Linked DNA regions of Mus musculus: region 2 is linked to region 1. The links are chromatin contacts, called in public HiChIP or PLAC-seq maps. All regions are on one chromosome and are shown on one strand. The core of a region is the stretch at or near the end of the contact, and the rest is flanking DNA. Distances in the headings are between cores, read along the strand shown. Region 1 holds the start of Rab39 (RAB39, member RAS oncogene family). Region 2 overlaps Slc35f2 (solute carrier family 35, member F2).

Region 1 (2,700 bases), core at 163-2,662:
TGGTTGCTGGGATTTGAACTCAGGACCTTCAGAATGAAGAACAGTCAGTGCGCTCTAAGCCATCTCTACCTACTAAGCCATCTCATCAGCCCCGATCATATGATTTTTAAAGAAACAATTCCCTACATTATCAGCTTTCTTACTTTGCTCTAGAACAAAGTACTCTTCGATCTCAAAAACTGGAAATACGCTTTAAATGTGATTTAATCTCAACTATCCAAGGAATTCAGTTTCATTTACTTTTTTTCTGTAAGGCCAGTCGACTTTATACAATCTTTCAGGTTCCCCAGTAAACAACCAGAATGAGACTATTTACTTGAGACTGACTCTCTCCCCATTTAGAAAAGTGCTTTCTTCTGTTGTCACATACAGAATGTTACGAATCCATCAGTGAAATAAAGGAAGGGTTGCAGACAACCCTCAGTATTATCTTTTTCACACCAAAGCGTCAAAGGTGACAAACTTTTAAAGGAAACTTCACCCTATAAATGCAAACACACACCCTTAGTTGTCTCAGTGACTCCGATGTTGCATTTAGTTGTTTTCCAAGACCTACTCCCGAGGGTCATGGCCCAGAATTTTCTGATGACCACACTCGGTGCTTTCAGATGTTTAAACCATTACCGCATGCATCTCTCTGTGAACCGTTCCGAGGGCTGGAACCCCGTCTGGAATTCTGCTTGCTGAGAACTAAAGATTTTTCACAGACCTGGGAACCCCACTTGGCATATTTCCCGGGCCTGAAAGAGGCTTGGTCAAGGCTTGGAGGAGGTGCTAGGAGGAGGGTGGCTGAGGCAGGGTGTGTGTGAACGGCGAGCGAAGTCGAGTTTGGGGAGAAGGCAGCGGTGGAGCCAAAGGGACCCAAACGGCCAAGAGGAGCAGACAGAGCTGGGAAAGACCGGCGACCCTGATTCGGACAGGAAAGGAGACAGAAAGGGGGCGCAGGAAATCCGCACTAAAGAAAGAAGAAACTGCGGAGGAGGAAGTCGCCCCTGGAAGGGGAGGGGCGAAGGGGAAGCGAGCACCGAGCGCTAGCACTTTCGAGAGCCTGTGGCGGGTGCCTCCCTACCTGAAGCGCTCCTGCCCCGCCGTGTCCCAGAGCTGCAGCTTGATCCTCTTGCCCGGCTCAATCTCCAGCAGGCGCGAGAAGAAGTCCACGCCGACTGTGGGGTCGCAGGCGGGGGAGTGCAGCCCTGGGAAGCGGCCCTGGGTGAAGCGGTGCAGAAGGCACGACTTGCCCACCGTGGAGTCTCCGATCACAATAAGGCGGAACTGATAGATCCAAATAGTCTCCATCGCCTACGTGCCCCGTGCGCTCAGGAGCAAGTTCTGCCTAAGGAACTGTCCCTTCAGCACCTACGCGGCGCGCGCCCGCCCGCTTCCAGCATCTTCCTGCGGCTGCGGCCGCCGCCTGGTAGCCGCCCTCTGGGGAAGGAGGGGCGGGGCCGCGGGCAGGGGGCGTGGACTTGGTCTGATTGGGGTGGGGCTTGAGAGTGAGGGCGGGGCCACGAGTTTGGAAGGGACCGTAGGTAGGGGTGTGATCGTGAGTTGGGGGCGGGAACCTAACTTGCAGAGCAGCTGCGTCGGGCAGGGGGCCGGGCCCCAGCTGTAAGGGGAGGGAACTGACGTTGTAGAGGCGGGTCATTGGTCGTGCGGGGGCGGGGCCTCTAACTAGAGGGGCGCGGCGAGAGCGTCGGCTGAGGGGATAGGGAAGTAGCAGAACTCTAGACGACCTTAGCGTATTCTAGTGCAGATCTTGCTGGAAATGGACAAGGAATGGGTGTGGCGAAAGGATGTGACAGCAATAGCAACCAATGAAAATGTACTCAAGGGCTAAACTCCAGAAAGGTCAGCCAATGGGAAGTGAGAGTCATTTTCTCTCACGCATCTGCGAAGGCTCTCTTCAGACTAAGACCCTAGTTTTGAAAGTCAGTCAGGCTTCTGTATGTGGATTCGTGGTGTCCGGGTTCTCAGAAGATTCCAGTTGACAGTTTCCTCTGAAGAAAACAAATTTGCAGAACTAGTTCTGATAGTTTCTGTTAAGGATTGCCTGTTGCTGTTTGCCACAGCGTTTTCAGGATGGTTCTAGCCCTATGCTCGTTGGGGCCCTTCAGCCTGGGAAAAACTTAAAATGTTGAGAAGCTCATACGAGTCATCATTATTCTCGGTCTATAGCTGCCCTCTGCTTGCGTATGACCAAAGACCTAATAAACGAAGCGTAATTTAAATGTTGGTGAGACCTTACTGTGTTCTCTTCTGGACTGGGATGTAGCCCCCAGGTGGTAGAGTTGCCTAGCAACATGAAACCCTGGGTTTAGTCCCCAACTCCGCATAAAACAAATATGGTGGCCCACGGTTATTATTCCACCACATGGGGCTCGAGGATCAGAAGTTTAAGATTATATCCTGTAACTCTCTGTGTCAGCTACACAGAGGACAGAGGCAGATGGATTTCTCAGTTCAAGACCAGCCTGGTCTACAGAGTGAGTTCCAGGACAGCTAGGACTGTGCAAATTTCTTGCCAACCATTTCATTCTTTTCTTGCAACATCTAACTATCACACTCATCCTTAATTCCTTTCTTTGTTTTGGAGGAAGAAGCGTGACTTTCAGAGAACTCTTCTTTCCTCTGCCATGCATCTTTAGGCCCCTGTCTGCAATTAGTCAATCTTTATTTTATGTGGTATGTATCTTGTCTCCC
Region 2 (2,700 bases), core at 167-2,666, 100 kb after region 1:
AGCAAGTATCTTATGGACCCCAAATGATGGAGAAACATATGCTAAAAATGAACAGGAGTCTGTGCTGGGATCAAGCATGTCTCACATGGTAGAACTGACCTCTCTGTCAGGGAGATGGTTTCTGTTCGTTGCCTCACTGTAACCTGTACTTGGTAATACTTTGCTCAGTTACAATTGAATATTGGACTTTGTGATGTCTAATTTCGTGTCTGTCCAGTTTAGTCTGTGCTCCTCAGGATAGGGCTTCTACCTTGTTCAATTTTATATTCCAACTCCTCTTATGATGTGCCCCACATCACCCCCATGGCCCGGTGCTTGCCAGACAAGTGCTTTGTACTTGAACTGAACACCCAAACCCTCTTACAGAGTCCTGGACACTGGTCATGCTTACTAAATGTCTGTTGGTGGAGTAAATGGATGTACTGGAAGGAAACTCTGCCTTCCGAGTTTAAAGATAAACAGAGGGGAAAGCAGAGGCTCCTGGGTAGGATGAACAGATTCAGCCTTTGGGTGTTTTCTGTTTCGAGGAAGGTTTGGTGTATGTCAGGCTGGTCTAGAATTTGCTATGTAGCCAAAGATGACCTTGATCTGCTCTTCCTCCTGCCTCTAAAGTACTGTTTTATATGGCACTGGAGATCAAACCCAGGGCCTTGTGCCCGCTAGGCAAACACTCTATTAATTGAGCTGCATCCCCAGCCTGACTTCTTTTTTTTTTTTTTTTTTTTTGGCGGCAGGGGAGGGGGTATTTATTTATTTACTTTTATTTTATATATATGAGTACACTGTTGCTGTCTTCAGACACATCAGAAGAGGGCATCAAATCCCATTAGAGATGATTGTGAGCCACCATGTGGTTGCTGGGAATTGAACTCAGGACCTCTGGAAGAGCAGTCAGTGCTCTTAACCATTTTTTCTCCAGCCTCCACCCCCCACCCCCCACCCCCCACCTCGAGCCTGACTTTTAACCATATAATTTGGGGCAACTAATCTTTCTTTAGCCTTTGGGGTTTTGTATGCACATCTAAAACAGGTTTGCAGTCCCAAATCTCACAGAGGGACTGCAGCTCTGGTAAGTGCTTGCGTTCAGGGTCAGCAATAACAAATGTTCCCTAAGTGCTTTCTCTTGTTAATTATGCTGCTGAAGTGGTTGAGGCTGCGTGCTTTTCTTTTCCCTGCAGCTCTTGGATTGCTTTGGGATTCCTGTGTTGATGGCTCTCTCCTGGTTTATTCTCCGGGCAAGATACAAAGTGATCCACTTCATTGCTGTGTTTGTCTGTCTGCTGGGTGTAGGGACCATGGTTGGTGCAGACATATTAGCTGGGCGAGAAGATAATTCAGGTGAGACTGTATCACTTACACCTGTTAGTCTGGCAGAGTTACACTGACTGAAGTGGGTGATAGAGGAACTCAGCAGGAGTCCGTGCTGTGAACTAGTGCGGGGGAGCAGGCTTGCTGGGCTGGCCCCTCCTCAGTGAGGTGTGCTGGCTTCCTCAGCACTTCCTGTAGCACTTTCTCATTTGCTGCTAAACATTTGGTGGTTGTTTTCTTGTTTAGCTGCCTTTCCCCATTTAAACGTGTTTAAAATTTTGTTTTGAATATATTTGTAGAAATCATCTTTCTCTTAAATCACTTTGGATGTGTTTTTCCAAAACCCTCTGTTGTTGAGCTAGCTCTCTTTTCTCCCCTTTATGGCATTCTTTTGTTTCTTTTTCTTCCTCCCCTTTTCTTTGTTTCTTCTCTCTTTCCTTCCCTCTTCCTTCCTTTCTTTCCATCCTTTCCTCTCCCTACCTTTCTTTTCTTGAACTCAAAAATTCAAAACCCTCCTTCCTCAGCTCCCACCCCACCCCACCCCCACCCCCACCCCCACCCCCACGGCAGTGGGAGGACATCCTACTCAGCACCACTCTCAGGTGGTAGTGTTTCATTTCCATCAAAAAAGAGACCTGGCTGTTTGTTTTGATCTGAGTGTTTTAGTATATTTCTCTCTCTCTCTCTCTCTTTCTTTCCTCCCTCCCTCCCTCCTTCCTTCCTTCCTTCCTTCCTTCCTTCCTTCCTTCCTTCCTTCTTCCTCCCTCCCTCCCTCTCTTCCTTTTTCCTTTTCTTTTTCTTTTCTTCTTTTGAGACAGGATTTTTTCTTCTTTTTTTTTTTTTTTCTGTGTATCCCTGGCTGTCTTGGGTTAAAGGTGGGTGCCACTACTGCCTGGTTGGAATATTTCAGTTCACAATATAGATGCTAAACCAGGTCTGAATTTACCAGATCTCCAAGATAACCTTAGTATCTCCTTGGATCAAAATAAAACCATTTCTTTCACCTAGCATCCTTTCCCGAAGTTCTAACAAATTCCCTGCACTACAGTCTGTGAACTTGTCCTGTCTTTAAATGGCTTTCTTTCAGGATGCTACACAGTACCATCTTCCACTCTGTTGGTCTCCCAGGGAGTAAAAATGTGAAAACGGTGTCAGTGTTGTGCCAGACAGTAAGGGTGAGAGCCTTTAGACTTACAGAAGCTAGGATTCAATAAAGTTTTACTCAAATGATCAGTGTTTGCTAACTCCTGGCTCACCCATTGACAACACATTTCTTTTTGTGCCTTGCTGCCCTGTAGGGAGTGATGTTCTTATTGGTGACATCTTAGTCCTGCTTGGGGCTTCCCTGTATGCTGTGTCTAACGTGTGTGAAGAATACATCGTGAAGAAGCT

What was found. HiChIP or PLAC-seq counts read pairs in DNA pulled down with a chosen protein or histone mark.
Region 2: an H3K27ac HiChIP or PLAC-seq map of embryonic stem cells shows a contact between it and region 1, with 10 read pairs. The contact joins the enhancer-like site here to the promoter of Rab39 in region 1. A contact is called at or near these places in 6 of 39 promoter capture datasets (the 3T3-L1 cell line, 3T3-L1-derived adipocytes, the C10 cell line and 3 more), 1 of 15 datasets of contacts at CTCF or cohesin (CD8 T cells), 10 of 484 Hi-C or Micro-C datasets (cerebral cortex, differentiating embryonic stem cells, embryonic stem cells and 4 more), 7 of 115 datasets of contacts at active chromatin or transcription factors (bone marrow-derived macrophages and embryonic stem cells) and 3 of 9 other capture datasets (adipose tissue, liver and pancreatic islet).

What each region holds. Positions count from the first base shown.
Region 1 is chr9:53,704,820-53,707,519 of GRCm38.p6, forward strand. It overlaps Rab39 (RAB39, member RAS oncogene family), which reads right to left and starts at 1,413. Exons shown (of 2, transcript NM_175562.3): 1 at 1,070-1,413. The coding sequence starts at 1,296.
Region 2 is chr9:53,805,440-53,808,139 of GRCm38.p6, forward strand. Slc35f2 (solute carrier family 35, member F2) reads left to right here. Exons shown (of 8, transcript NM_028060.3): 4 at 1,179-1,338; 5 at 2,607-2,700. Among named protein-coding and RNA genes, the nearest start is that of Slc35f2, 35 kb to the left of the region's middle. Within about 2 kb of position 1,417, at least 40 of the 459 cell types and tissues checked have an H3K27ac peak or open chromatin away from gene starts, as enhancers often do. A contact at or near this core is called in CD8 T cells, differentiating embryonic stem cells and embryonic stem cells, where this site is marked.